2 separate regions of the Macaca mulatta genome follow, and region 2 is linked to region 1. The links are chromatin contacts, called in public Hi-C maps. All regions are on one chromosome and are shown on one strand. Each heading gives the region's core, a stretch centred on a gene start, on an enhancer-like site or on the middle of the called end of the contact. The rest is flanking DNA. Distances are from core to core; before and after follow the strand shown.

Region 1 (7,447 bases), core at 3,624-6,123:
CGACCTCACGCAGTGGCAAAGCGTCCTTTGCCGCTGCTAGAGACCGGGGGCTCCTGGAGCCACTAACGGAGAATTGAGGAACTTCAAGACGGACGTCTCCAGGTTGAAGACCTCACTGCGCCACAGGGTGGCTACGTCCTTGGGCGTACGTACGACTCCAGGCCAAGGACACGGAAACGGACGGAGATGGTTAACAAAGGGGAGTACTCGCCGAAGAAGAAATTCTCAGAGCGGCACCAGTGGAAAGCTGGAACACTTGTTCGGTGTTGGTGGCTGGTTGGGTTGGGAGCCGGTTCGCTGGGGAGGAGGTTCCTCAGACCCCTAGGGGATGTTGAGGAAGGGTCTCCTCCCAGGTTGGGTTTCAGCACCAGCTGTTTTAATTTAATTTAATGTAACTTAATTTAGGAGAGCTAAGTAATTAAACATGAGGCCAAAGTACGTAACAAAGTGGCAGTTTTTTATTTGCAAATATGCATACACTCTCGGACGGGGTTCTCTGGTCCTCAGGTGTAGGGGGCCGGGGAAGTCGTGCCGGCGCTCTCGGGTGATGTTCTCCGGTCCACAAATGTGGGGGGCCAAAGAAGGCACGCCGGCTCCTGCTGGCGGCGGACTTTTATGCCTGGGAGCTGGGAAAGCGGTTGGTAGCGGGACTGCCACTAAGGGAGCTTTTCCGAGCGCAGCGCAAAGGAAGCAGTGGGAGAGGTTCCGTACTCCAGCAGCCTGGGTTAAGTCAAGTCCCTGGCGAATAAGTGTTAGCCATGAGAATGGGTCCTTATTGTTAAGGGGGTTTGGGGGGCTTAACAGCTTCTGTATTTTCTGTTCATGAGATTTTACAACTGAGGTTAAATTTTGTAGGGCCTGTACACTCTTAGGAGGATATACTTGTTTACTCTTAGGGAGGGGTACTTGTTGCATGTATACTCTCTTTATTTGGAGGGTTGCGGTGGGATATGAGGACCAAGATGTTGCATATAGTCCACCTTTAACTCCCTGAGCCCACCGGGGGTCCCAGGGATCCAGCCGCTTTCAATATCACCACCGACTCTACCAGCTCCTCTCAAGCAACATCCTTGCCTCAAGTCCCATTATACCGTAATCCACAGAGTCAAACCCTTCCTTTTTACTACTCTACTCCAAACTCTTCATGGTGTGATCGCACACAAGCTCCCAGCAGGACCCAGACGGCCCCCATTGGAGGCCACTTTTGGTGTAACCAAACTCTATCTAAAACTCTTAACCATACCTCCATCACCCAGTCCCTTTGCGTTCCGGTATCTTTAGTGCCTAGCTTAACCCTATATAGCGAAGGAGAATTGTCCGAACTAGCTTCCCAGCTCAGCTCCAGCAATAACATCCAAAAGCGAGCTGTTTTTCTTCCCTTAATTATCGGGGTTTCCCTAGCATCGTCCCTAGTAGCCTCAGGACTTGGAACAGGGGCCCTCACCCACTCGATTCAATCCACACAGACCCTCTCCACTCAGGTCCAGGCAGCCATAGAGGCTTCAGCTGAAAGCTTAGCCTCTTTACAACGTCAAATCACCTCAGTGGCCCAGGTAGCAGCACAAATAGACGGGCATTAGATCTTCTTACTGCTGAAAGAGGAGGCACGTGCCTCTTCCTAGGAGAGGAGTGTTGCTACCACGTAAATGAATCAGGCCTGGTTGACACCAACGTCCAAACATTAAACAAGATCAAAAAGGAGCTTCAACAATTTAACACCCCCTTAACCCCCGGACCACCGGTATGGCTGCTGCCTGTAGTACAGCAGATGCTTCCATTCCTAATTCCCATACTAATCCTCTGTCTTATGTTATGTCTTGCTCCCATTCTAATAAAATTTCTCCGAGCCAGGGTCCAAGAGATCACCCGAGTCACCTTCAACCAAATGCTCCTGCATCCCTACACCCAACTGCCAACCTCAGACCCTAACTACGCCCCTTAACAGCAGGAAGCAGCCAGACAGACCACGGCGCCCTAAATTCTTATAATCAATAAGAGGTTGGACTGTTTGGGTGAGGGAAAAGGGACAAGATGGAGGAAGGTGAACAAGATGGAGCAGTTCCTGTTGTTTCCGGGTTCTTCATCACAGATTTTCCCACGCCCGGGAAAAGAACCAAGTCAACTGAGCATGCTCAGAGTGACATCAAGCCGGGGACACCGAAATTCAAGAAGCCACTCCTACACACACGCCCCAAACTCCTCTCCTTCCAGCTCCCAGGCATAAAAGTTGGCCGCCGGTAAGTGCCGATGTGACTTCTTCGGCCCCCCACATTCGTGGACCGGAGAACATCACCCGAGAGCGCCGGCGTGACTTCCCTGGCCCCCTACACCAGAGGACCAGAGAACCTCGTCCGAGAGTGTATGCATATTTGCAAATAAAAAACTGCCACTTTCTTACGTACTTTGGCCTCATGTTTAATTACTTAGCTCTCCTAAATTAAGTTACATTAAATTAAATGAAACAAAACAGTGGCAACAGTACATTAGGGGCAGGTGCCCTCTGTAGAGTTTCTCCAAGTGCTGGACCCTGACCAGCAGCCTCAGAGTCACCTGCAGCGCTCATTAGCCACATAGCTTTCAGCCCCAACTCCAGACCTTCTGAGTCTGAGGCTGGGGTCTAGGAATCTGCCAAGGATTCTTCTGACAGCTCAGGTTTCAGAACCACTATTCATGAGGGAAAGAAAAATATTAAGGGCTAAGACAGAGCAGCTATGAGATCCAGGAACCTGTTATCACATGGAAAGTCTCCTTTTCCACCAATCTTGCAGAGCAGTTTGGCTTCATTCAAGAAGCCACTCAGTTTCCTTATACCTACCTTCTGGGTTGATGTGAGGAGGAGAAATAATGTACAAATAGTGCCTAATGCTCAACAAAAGGTAGCTATTAATAACATTATTATTAATAATCAAGACCCCCTCAGTTTTCACAGGTTGTACATTCCTAACCCCATCATGAAGGATGTTCATGTGGAACAGAACAACCTTCCTGGTGTTATTATAAGACTGCAACATTGTGTAATGAGATACACTTTCAGAGGCAATCAAGGTCAGCTGTGACCAATAGAGACCACGATCCTAACAGAAAATGAACCCCACTCAATTAATGGCTTACCATTTTCATTCTCAAAGGCATTTCTTCTTCTTTAACACCACTTATTTTGAATAGCTAGTATATGTAGACTGTACAAACTTCAAAAAGAACAAAGAAAGATACAATGAAAAGTCAGTGTCACTCTTGCTCATCCTTAGAGGTAGCCACTACTAACATTTCTCCAGTATCTTTGCAAACATGAATGTATATATTTTCTTTGTCCCTATGCACAATGAGTAGCATACTTCATACACTATTCTGAACCTGGTTTTTTTTCTTGAAAATAAAAAAGATATTTCATATCAGCACATATAGAGTTCCAACGGCTGTATACTAATCCACTAAATGGATGCACCGTGATTTATTTAACTCTCTCCCTATGGATGGATATGTAAACTCTAATCTTTCCATACTAAAAACAATGCTGTACACATGAAATTACACAAACTGGCTTGTCTATCCTTGGAAATCCCTAGATGGGCTTGCTGGGTTAAGGGGGATGTCCATTATTAACACTAATACACTGCGGGTCACTAACGTTGAGAATTCCTGTTCACCAAAGGCATTTTATTTCTTTTTTTTTTTAATTTTAGAGACAGGATTTCCCTCTGTTACCCAGGCTGGAGTGCAACGGCACAATCTCGGTTCACTACAACCTCCACCTCCCAGGTTCAACCGATTCTCGCGCCTCAGCCTCTCGAGTAGCTGGGATTACAGGCGCGCATCACCACGCCCGGCTAATTTTTGTATTTTTAGTGGAGACGAGGTTTCACTATGTTGGGCAGGCTGGTCTCAAACTCCTGACTTCAAGTGATCCACCTGCCTCAGTCTCCCAAAGTGCTGTGATTACAGGGGTCAGTCACCGCGCCCGGCCACCGGAGGCATTTTAAATGATCATCCACATTAGAAACGAAACGAAACCACCTGGAAAGGCAAGCAAAAGCCTTCAATGTGTTCCTTTCTCTGCCTTGGTGATCCGAAAGTCGTGCTGCGGCTTATGTACCTAGGCGAGGGTCGCGTGCTAATGGTCCCTTTCTTTTCAATATGCACCCGCGGTGGGACTCATAGAACCTTTATTTTCAACACGTAAGCAGTCACGCTCCCTCCAGCCTAAGGCTTTGTGTTATTCTTAAATGCTTTCCTCCTCCAACGCTGCGGCTCCCTCACGAGCCCGTAGCTGCGGCGCGCTGGTGAGGAGCCCCGGCCCTGGGTGCCGTCCGCCACCTGGAGGGACCGGTCCGGGGGAAAGTGCTCGGGAGAAGCCAGGGGCCCCGGCTGCGGTCGCTGGCCCGGGGCTCTGTGCACTCCCCAGTGCCCGGAAACCGCAGGTGGCCCAGCTGGCGGGACGGGTCTGCCCACGAGGATGCGGGAAGCGCGGGGGACGCGGGCCGCCTGGCCAAGGTGCCCTTGCCAGGAATCGGCGCAGACACAGGCCCTGGGCGCCGGGGGAACCCAGCTAGTCCCACCGCGCGCTGCGCCGCAGGGGCCCCACTGCAGGGGGCCCCAAGACCGCGCGACGCTCGGCAGGGCGCCCACAGCCCTGCGGGCCAGAGAGATGTCACCTCCACGCCCCCGCGGGCCGGGAGCCGCTGGAGCCTAGCAACCGCCTGTCAGCCCCAGCCCCGCCCCAGCCGTTTTACGGCAGCGGGCCCCGCCCCCGTGCGCCACAGAGGGCGGGAAGGAGGTGTGCGGCGCGAGCCAGCCAGTCCGCGCCACCATCTCCGGCCCTGCGCCCTGTCATTGGCCGAGAGCCGGGCGGCGCGGCACGGCCGTAAGGCGTGGTGGGGTGTCGTGAGGCGGGCCCCAGAGCTAGCTTGCCGTCGGCCGCCGAGGGGTTGGCCTGGGTGTCATTGGCTCTGGGAAGCGGCAGCAGCGGCGGTGTCCACTCGGGGTCTGGTGTCGGCACAGCCATGGCTGGCGCGCTGGTGCGGAAAGCGGCGGACTATGTCCGAAGCAAGGATTTCCGGGACTACCTCATGAGGTGACGAGCGCCGGAGGCCGGACCCGGCAACCCGGAGGGGCGCCCAGGAGGCTGCGACCCGTGCAGTCCGCGACAAGGGCGGCCGCGAGGACGCGGTGGCCCCGGGCAGCGGGTGGGCCCGGGCCCAGGCGAGAGGGTGCGCTGGTCAGGGGGCCCCTACCTAGATCCCTCCCGGACCCCCACGCCGCGAAGCGGACGGCGTAGAGCCGTTGACAGTGGGCGCCTTTCAGGGTGGGGGTGACAGTGGGTGTCCTCTGCCGGCAGGGTGACAGTGGGCGCCCCTCAGGGCGTGAGTGACAGTGTCCTCTCCCGGCAGGGTGACAGTGGGCGCCCCTGAAAGCAGGGGTGACATTGGTTGCCCTTCAGGGAGCGGGTGACGGTGGGCGTCCCTCTTGGCCAGGGTGACAACGGGGACTCCTCTCCTGGTAGGAATAACAGTGGACGCCCTTCCCGGCCAGAGTGGCAGTGGGGACCGGGAGGGACGAAAGTGACAGTGGGCGCCCCTCAGGACATGGTGACAATGGGGACGCCTCTCCCGGCAGGGGTGACAGTGGGCGCCCCTCAGGGCAGGGTGACCGTGGAGACGCCTCTCCCGGCAAGGGTGACAGAGGCTGGTTCCTCTAGCATGGTTGGCAGTGGGGGAATGTCCCTCCAGGCCAGGTGCCAGTGGCTCGCTCCTTTGCGCGGGAGTGGTCTCCTGGCCGGTTTCTACCAGATCCTCGGAGTGGGTCGCCGGTCACCTGCATCGGTCCAGGTGTGCTAGAGGCCGCGACCTGGGCGTGGGTTGGGGAGACGCCAGCGGGAGGCGCTGCTGAGAGCGCGGCGCGGCGCTGTTGGAGCGGAGCTTCGGGTGCACCCAGCGCGCTTCTGGGACAACGGAAATAAAATGTGCTGGCCTTGGGTTCGCCTTTCGATTTTCTCATTATAAGGACTTTAAGCTTGGGAGGAAGTACAATTTAAGATGTTTTTATATACGAAATTCTGTCATCCAAAGTAAAGTGATGTGTCTCTAAGGACGTACCTTTTTCTTCTTGTTCTATTTTCTGTTAACTCCTTTCCAATTAGAAACAAGGAGCATTCGCGGTTGGAAAGCCTGAAAATACGCTATAATTTATTTGCACCTCTAATCTTGAGGCGCTTGCTTTTATTTCAAAATATTGAATATAACTTTGAAGCAGTTTTAGGTTATTTAGGAGTATTTTAGTTTTTCAGTGAATGATTTTAAAACCAAGGTAAGTGTACAGCTGCGTTTTTTTTTCAGTAGTTAATAGTGTGGTCAAGAGGTAAAGAGATGAAAGCTGAGGAGGAATAAATCCTGTTATAACCATCCAAAAGGTATAGTATGAAGACAACTTGATTTTAGCAATAAATAAGTTTTAAATCCTGAATTTTATTGCTAATACTTTTTACTTCTACTTTTATAGAGCACTAGGGTAGGGAAAATAATTGAGTCTGCCGTATGGTAAACTTGTAAACGGAAGCTTCACTTCTGACTTTAAAAAAAAGACATTTCTATGCTTAAATCGAACTATGATTAATTAAGATGGATATTTAGTACTGTGGAGCACAGCAATTTATCAGATTCATGGTAGTAAAAATGTGAACAAAGTAGCAATCTGAGGATATACTCTTAATCCTTGGACTTAAGTTTCTTTACAGCTTTGAATTTTAGCTTTTTACTAATATCTTGTATAATGAACCTTCCTAATAGTTACAGCTAAAGATAACATTGGATGGTAAAATTAAAAATACAGTTTTGACACCTACCTATATAAAAATTATGGTGATAATTACCTAACAGTTTTCTTTTTTCTTTTTGAGACGGAGTTTCACTCTTGATGCCCAGGCTGGAGTGCAGTGGTGCTACTTTGGCTCATCCAAACCACTGCCTCCTGGGTTCAAGTTATTTTCCTGCCTTAGCCCCAAGTAGCTGGGATTACAAGCATGCGCCACCAAGCCCGGCTAATTTTGTATTTTTAGTAGAAACCGGGTTTTTCCATGTTGGTCAGGCTGGTCTCAAACTCCCGACCTCAGGTGATCCGCCCACCTCGGCCTCCCAAAGGGCTGGGGTTAACAGGTGTAAGCCACCATGCCTGGCCCTAACAGTTTTATTACATAGGAAGAATTTGTTAAATATATTTTCAAGGAAGAGAGCTCTGCTTTTCTAAGTGTTATATTTTCTTCTACTAGATGGGTTTCCAAGAGCCAGGCTTTTCAAAAGGATACTTCAGTATATCATCTAACCTTCTTTTCTAAAATTAATTTTATGTAGCTTTAAATTTTTGTACTTTCTCCAGTATTTAATTCAATTATACTTTGACTAAATAAGGAAAAGAAGAGAACTGCATTACTCAGAACAGTGTTGCCTGGTAGAGC
Region 2 (7,447 bases), core at 3,372-5,871, 55 kb after region 1:
CAGTGATGTCCACTATAACACAGGGAAAGGAAGAAAATCCTACTGCCTTTCTGGAGAGACAAAGGGAGGCATTGAGGAAGCACACCTCTGTCACCTGACTCTATTGAAGGTCAACTAATCCTAAAGGATAGGTCTGTCACTCAGTCAGCTGCAGACATTAGAAAAAACTTCAAAAGCCTGCCTTAGGCCCGGAGCAAAACTTAAAAACGCTATTGAACTTCGCAACCTTGGTTTTTTTATACTAGAGATCAGGAAGAGCAGGTGGAACGGGACAAACAGGATTAAAAAAAAAAGCCACCGCTTTAGTCATGGCCCTCAGGCAAGCGGACTTTGGATGCTCTGGAAAAGGGAAAGGCTGGGAAAATCAAATGCCTAATAGGGCTTACTTCTAGTGCGTTCTACAAGGACACTTTCAAAAGATTGTCCAAATAGAAATTAGCCACCCGCTCGTCCATGCCCCTTATGTCAAGGGAATCACTGGAAGGCCCACTGCCCTGGGGGACAAAGGTCCTCTGAGTCAGAAGCCACTAACCAGATGATCCAGCAGCAGAATTGAGGGAGCCTGGGGCAAGCGCCAGCCCATGCCAGCACCCTCACAGAGCCCCGAGTATGCTTGACCATTGAGGGCCAGGAGGTTAACTGTCTCCTGGACACTGGCACAGCCTTCTCAGTCTTACTGTCCTGACCTGGACAACTGTCCTCCAGATCTGTCGCTCTCTGAGGGGTCCTAGGACAGGTGGTCACTAGATACTTCTCCCAGCCACTAAGTTGTGACTGGGGAACTTGACTCTTCTCACATGCCTTTCTAATTATGCCCGAAAGCCCCACTCCTTTGTTAGGCACAGACATCCTAGCAAAAGCAGGGGCCATTGTACACTAGAATTAGAAGGAAAAAAGGTAAATATATATACAGACTCTAAGTATACTTACCTAGTCGTCCATGCCCACACAGCAATACGGAGAGAAGGGGAATTCCTAACTTCTGAGGGAACATGAATCAAACATCAGGAAGCCAATAGGCCCCCCAAATTCTCCTTACCTCTGAATCTACTTCCTCCGATCCCTGCCTAAAGATAATTTTATGGGGAAGACGATTTACTTGTGTCTGTCCAGCTGACAATCAGATGCCTATGTGGGTGCCCACCAAACATCTAAAGATCTATCAGCCATAGCATCTAGTGGACACCCCCTGTACAGCGAGAACTGAAGGTTTGAAAAGCCTCGATTTGATTTCTCTATGCCTTCTGTTAATCAGAAAAGGCCTGTTTCTCATTATCGGTGGCCTGCCGGCTACAGCCACAAAAGTTTTTGCTTCTGTTTCAGTAGATTTACTAACGAGGGGGTGAGGTATGCTTCTGATTTTGCAGATGAACGAACCGTGTGGATGCCCTCAAGATGTGTACGGCCATGGAACGGGAGACTGGAGGGACCCATGGATTTCCCAGTACAAGCCATGAGCCAGTTGAATTTGAATGCGAAGATGGAACGAGGACCGACCGAGTTACGATGCTTAAAGGACTAATGCTTTCTGACTCAGCTACTCTCTACCCTGAATACAAGAGACCCTAATAGTTAAGGCAGGAGTATCATCACCCCTATTCAGCATGAAGAAGTTACAGAAGATGGACCTTCATCCTTCTGCTACCTCTAGGATTAAGGGTCCTCTTGTAAAAGGGAAAGGGGAGATATGTTGGAAGCGTTCAAACCAGAGTGACTCTAGTAATAATGACAGCTAGCAATAATGATACCTTCTCTTTTACAATAAAGAGAAGGGGGAGCATGTTGGGAAAAAGCAGTGTTTTGGGAGGGAAACCGAGGCAGGACTTGCATGATGTCCGTTGGAATGTGTCTAGCTTTCCTAGGCTCCTAGTCCCCTATTCCCATTATCTCAAGTAGCAGAACATGTTCCATATAAAAGGTAACCCATCACAGCTGTAAATCAGGTGCTTAATGCAACGTGTCCTTTTGCCCGCCACATTCTCACCACCTGTTTCTTTATTGGATTACCAATAAATACTGTGGGTTCCTAGCGCCTCGGGGGTCTTCGCAGCCTCCACGGTAGTGATGGTCCCCATCGTCCCACATTTCTCTCTCAAACTTTTTCTCAGTCCTTTGACTCCACCGGACTTTGTCACCCCCACGACCTTGTGTTGGGTCTGATCACCCCAACAATTTTGTGCCTGGGCTGCCTTGTGTTCAGGAGAGTCATTGGCTCTTGAAAAAACTGTGGCCAGGAAGCAGGAAAAGCTAGGAAGTAAGGTTTTTTGTTTTTGTTTTTGTTTTTTTTTTTTTTTTTTGAGACGGAGTCTCGCTGTGTCGCCCAGGCTGGAGTGCAGTGGCCGGATCTCAGCTCACTGCAAGCTCTGCCTCCCGGGTTTTTACGCCATTCTCCTGCCTCAGCCTCCCGAGTAGCTGGGACTATAGGCGCCCGCCACCACAACCATCTAATTTTTGTATTTTTGGTGGAGGTGGGGTTTCACCATATTGGCCAGGCTGGTCTCAAACTCCTGACCTTGTGATCCACCCATCTTTGCCTCCCAAAGTGCTGGGATTACAGGAATGAGCCATCGTCCCCGGCCTATACTTGAAAATCTTGAAAGCAGTTATGTCAGACGTGCTAACCAGAGCACCCCATCCTGAATAGCGGCTGGGTAAAATGAGGTTGAGACCTACTGAGCTGCATTCCCAGACAGTTAAGGCATTCTAAGACACAGGATAAGACAGGAGGTCAGCACAAGATACAGCTCATAAAGACCTTGCTGATGAAAGAGGTTGCAGTAAAGAAACCAGCCAAACCCCACCAAAACCAAGATAACGAGAGAGACCTCTAGTCGAGTTCTCACTGCTACACGCCCACTAGCGCCATGGCAGTTAACAAATGCCATGGCAACATCAAGAAGTTACCCTACATGGTCTAAAAAGGGGAGGCATGAATAATCTGCCCCTTGTTTAGCATATCATCAAGAAATAACCATAAAAATAGGCAACCAGCAGCCCTGGTAATAGACAGCCTTGCTCTGCCTGTGGAGTAGCTATTTTGTTCCTCCACTTTTTTTTTTTTTGAGACAGAGTCTCACTCTGTCTCCCGGTTGGAGTGCAGTGGCGCGATCTGGGTTCACTGCAAGCTCTGCCTCCCGGGTTCAAGCAATTCTCTGCCTCAGCCTTCCGATGTTCCTCTACTTTCTTAATAAACTTGCTTTCACTTGCCCTGAATATTTTCTTGCTTAAGATCCAAGAACTCTCTTTTGGGGTATGGATCCGGACCCCTTTCCTGTAACAGATACACTCTATGACTTATTCAGTAGAAGCATAGAGTTTTCTATAGATCTTACAATCTACTTTCTGACCTTTTAAAATTAAGGACATAAGGATAAGACTTGACATGTTAGTATGAATAGGCCACATAGAAGTATCTTCTGCCTAAAGGATAAGGATGCTGAGCATTAAGACTTTTATCACAAGAAGGCGCGACTTGCTTTCCTAAGGTTCCTGTGGTATTTGTTTTCATCTAAATGAGTTTAGATAAAATTTCTACTGAGGCAGTAGGATGGACAATAAACCTTTCTGAGGATCCACCTTTTAGTTGAAAGATTTTAGGGAGGAAGTAGAGTGGCCAAAGTAGTTAAACAAAATAGACATTCTCATTACCATCTTACCAAGCCTAGAAGCAAACAGAGCAAAACTTATCACTTAATGACTTCTGGAGCCCATATTAGGCAGCCCTGATTTTTAATCTCTTAGCATGGTGGAAAATGAGAGAAAAAAATGCCACTTCCCCCTCTGTTAGTGTTTGTTCATCCAGCACGAGCCGGAGAACAGTGAACGCTTGTTCAACGGTCTGTTTACGCAAAACTAGAAAAATGGGTTGCATTAGCTATTCCTTTTATAAGATTTCACTCTTTCAAACTCCTAGCTGACCAGGGAACTGAGTAAAGAAACAGCTCTCACAAGGGCAAAGGAGTGAGGCAGCCTCCTGCTACTTCTCCTGAGACGGTCTGAAATACAGTTCCTCGCTTTAATCCTGAGGCAGGCGTTTGTGTCTCCGGATGAGGAGACCCAGCTGGGAGGGCTGGCGACGCCCCCAGAGCCCCCTCGTGGGTGGCGGGGTGCTCGTCGGAGCACGGCCACCTGCCCCCAGAAGCCCTCCGCTCCCCGATTCCCGGCGAGGAAAGGCGCATTCGGGGCCGCGGACCCGCCCAGCAGGGCCCCTCGCGGGGTCCGGAGGACGCCGGGTCTGCAGGGTTCACTGGTCGTGCCCCGGTCAGGTCTACCTTCATGGCTGTGCGCCAGCTGTGGGCAGGGGGCCCATACCCACGCTGTGTCCCCGCGCGTTGCCACCCCGCACCTCGCGGACAGTGGGAAGGGACAGCCCCACCATCACCTGCCACTACGCAGACTTGAAGGACCACGTCCAGGCCAGAAGGACACGCTGGTGAGCATGCGCGCATTGCTACGGCGGCCGCCCTGGCAGCGCTGACGAGCCGGAAGTGTGCAGGACCGGACTTCCGGCTGCTCTGTGGGATTCGGGTTCGGGGTTTCCTGGTGGGCGTCAGCGGCCGGCAACAGAGTGCCGGGCGCTACGGCCCTGGAACGGGGCCATGGAGAAGCTGCGGCGGGTCCTGAGCGGCCAGGACGACGAGGAGCAGGGCCTGACCACGCAGGTAGAAAACCCGCGCCCTCGTCCAGTCCCGGGGCTGCCCGCCGGCCCCGGCCGCAGTGAGGACCGGCCGAGCGGGTAGGGTGGGTGCAAGGCCGGGGGTCTGGGCTTCCTCTGCTCGGCCGGTTGATTTAGGAGGGCTCCGTCTGCTTCCTGGGGAGAATTTGAGAACCTTCCTGTTTTCCATGGGGTCTACATAAACCCCCTTTGAGACCCACCCTCCAACTCTTCCATCTGGTCTCTGACTCTCAAGAACCCACCAACGCCTGCCCTCGCTCTCCCAAATAATCCATCGCTCCCACACCCTATTTGGTTTTCTGAGCCTAGTGCGGGGTTTGGCCTCGGGCTATGCAGCGTAAGTAGCTATGCAGGGCATTTATCCTGCGAGCTGCAGTGAGCCGAGACCCTAAAGCTTGTTGCATCTGTTTGTCTCTGGAGGTAAAGGAGGTACTATGTGTGTGTGTGTGTAGGAGGTTGGTCTTTTGGAAATAGGGAGACTGGAGGAAAAATAAACAGGACATTGATAAGTGAAATTATATTGAATTAAACATTTTCTGTTAAGGCAGTGAGTCCTGGTAAGAATTTTTTTTCCTTTCTTAATAAAAGCCCTTGTGTCTGCGCCTTACCAGCGAGAAGGTAAGAAGGTTCAAAGTAGCAGTGGAGCAGGAACTGCGGTATAGGTATTTTTGTTATTGCTTGAGATTATATTGCGTATTATTGTGCGCTGTCACAGAAGTTGGACATTTAAAATTGTATTTCATAAGGCTCTTCTGTTTGTCTCTTCCTGACTTCCTTGTCATTATACTTACTCAGCACTTCTTGTGGGCAGAGTTCTGGGCTACAGTTTTGGGTTCAGAGAGTGTAAGACAAGTATCTGTTCTCATTGCGCTCTGTAACTCTGTACATTACCACAGCCACATGTGGCCAATTAATTTTTTTTTTTTTTTTTTTTTTTTTGAGATAGAGTCTTGCTTTGTCGCCCAGGCTGGAGTGCATCTCGACTCACTGCAACCTCTATCTCCCAGATTCAAGCAATTCTCCTCCCTCAGCCTCCTGAGTAGCTGGGATTACAGGCACCTGCCGCCACACCCTGCTAATTATTTTGTATTTTTAGTAGAGATGGGGCTTTCACCATGTTGGTCCGGCTGGTCTCGAACTCCTGACCTCAAGTGATCCGCCCACCTTGACCTCCCAAAGTGTTGGAATGACAGGCTTGAGCCACAGTGCCTGGAGCAATTAAATTTAAATTAATTAAAATTAAATAAAATTTAACATTCAGTTCCTTAGTCACAGCAACCACATTTCACATGTTCTGTAGACACATGTGGTTAAAGGCTAGTGTACTGAACAGTGAAGATATAGAACATTTGCATTGCAGAAAATTCTATTGGACAGTGCTACTCTAAACTTTGGAGATGCGAAGGTAATATCACTTATCTTGAGCCCACTGTCTAGAGGGGAGAAAAGATACGTGGAGAAGTAATCAAAGATTAGAGTGACTGGCTGTATAGACAAGTGCTGCGAGTTCAGAGGAGGTGATCATTCATTAACAAATATTCAAGTTCCTGCATATGTTTGACATTGTTCAAGATGCACGTGTTAATAACAAGTGACCAGTGCAAATACCTCCTTCACATGGAACTTAAATTTTAATTGGAGGAAACAATGAATAAACAAGTAAGTGTATAATGTGTCAGACAGCCATAGAAAAAGTCAGAGCAGATTGAGGAGGTTGAGGTTGCCGTATTAGATAAGGCCTTCGTGCCAGGGAGCCATGTGTGCACAGCTCAGAAGAGCTGCTGGGATGTCTGAGCGTCCTGTGAATAAGGGCCTCCAAGGCAGAGGGCCCTGCAGATACAGAGTCCCGAGTGGAGTGTGGTCAGCATGTTCAGGGCCAGTAAGGAGGCCAGAGGGGCTCTAGCAGCGGGGCAGAGAAGAGGGACAATTGTAGGAGAGAAGGTGAGGCAGGAAGGGGGATTTTCAATTGTGGGGGTTCTCATAGGCCATGGAAAGGATTTTAGCTTTACTCTTGAGTGTGATAGGAAGCCTTTGGGTTTTGAGTAGAGTGGTGGTGTGACCGACTTGGATTTTAAAGGATCACTCTGGCTGCTCTGTGGAGAACAAACTGTAGAGGCAAGGTTAGAAGCCCAGAGACTGGGCTGGAGACAAGTACAGTTGTCCTGGCAAGAGATGACTGTGGCTCAAATCAGTGATACAAGTGGTTTAAAAAGCGAAAAAGCCTGTTTAAAAAACAAAAGAGTGATCAGATTCTGTAAATGGTCTGAGTGTGCAGCCAGCAGGCCTCACTGTTGACGGATTGGATGTGTGAGTGAGAGGAGGCAAGGATGCCTCATGCGTTCGACCTAAGCATCTTGAGAAGTGGAGTTGCCATTAAATGAATGTGGGAGGAGCAGGTTCAGGGAGGAAAATCATTTCAGTGTGGATGTGAGGTCTGAGATCCAGGTAGCATCCAAGTGGAGATGTCAGGAAAGCAGTTGGACATAAGACTGTAGAGTTTGTGGGAGGAAATAGGAGAGAGATGAGATCGTCAAGTAGAAAACAGATGGGATCCAAGGTTTGACCTCTGGTTTTCTCTGGTGTGTAGAGGTTTAGAGGATGAGTAGCAGCCAGCAAAGACAGCTGAGAGGATCGGCAAGAGGAGGAGGAGGAGAACCCAGAGAGAAGGATGCCCCAGAAAGTGAGGGAAGAGAGTGCTTTAGGAAGGGGAGGGGACCCAGTATTGTTAATGGGTTTCAGAAGTTAAGAGCAGGTTACCTGTGGAGGTTATCA

Evidence for each region. Hi-C and Micro-C count contacts between places; a contact is called where the count stands out from the background.
Region 2: a contact with region 1 is called in a Hi-C map of CD4 T cells, with 2.9 times the contacts expected there. The contact joins the promoter of LOC114677424 here to the promoter of MPC1 in region 1. A contact is called at or near these places in 2 of 14 Hi-C or Micro-C datasets (CD4 T cells and liver).

What each region holds. Positions count from the first base shown.
Region 1 is chr4:5,728,600-5,736,046 of T2T-MMU8v2.0, forward strand. It overlaps MPC1 (mitochondrial pyruvate carrier 1), which reads left to right and starts at 4,874. Exons shown (of 5, transcript NM_001260570.1): 1 at 4,874-5,071. The coding sequence starts at 5,001.
Region 2 is chr4:5,784,173-5,791,619 of T2T-MMU8v2.0, forward strand. LOC114677424 reads right to left here and starts at 4,622. Exons shown (of 3, transcript XM_077999207.1): 1 at 3,949-4,622. The coding sequence starts at 4,448. SFT2D1 (SFT2 domain containing 1) reads left to right here and starts at 4,492. Exons shown (of 8, transcript XM_015137667.3): 1 at 4,492-4,661. The coding sequence starts at 4,599.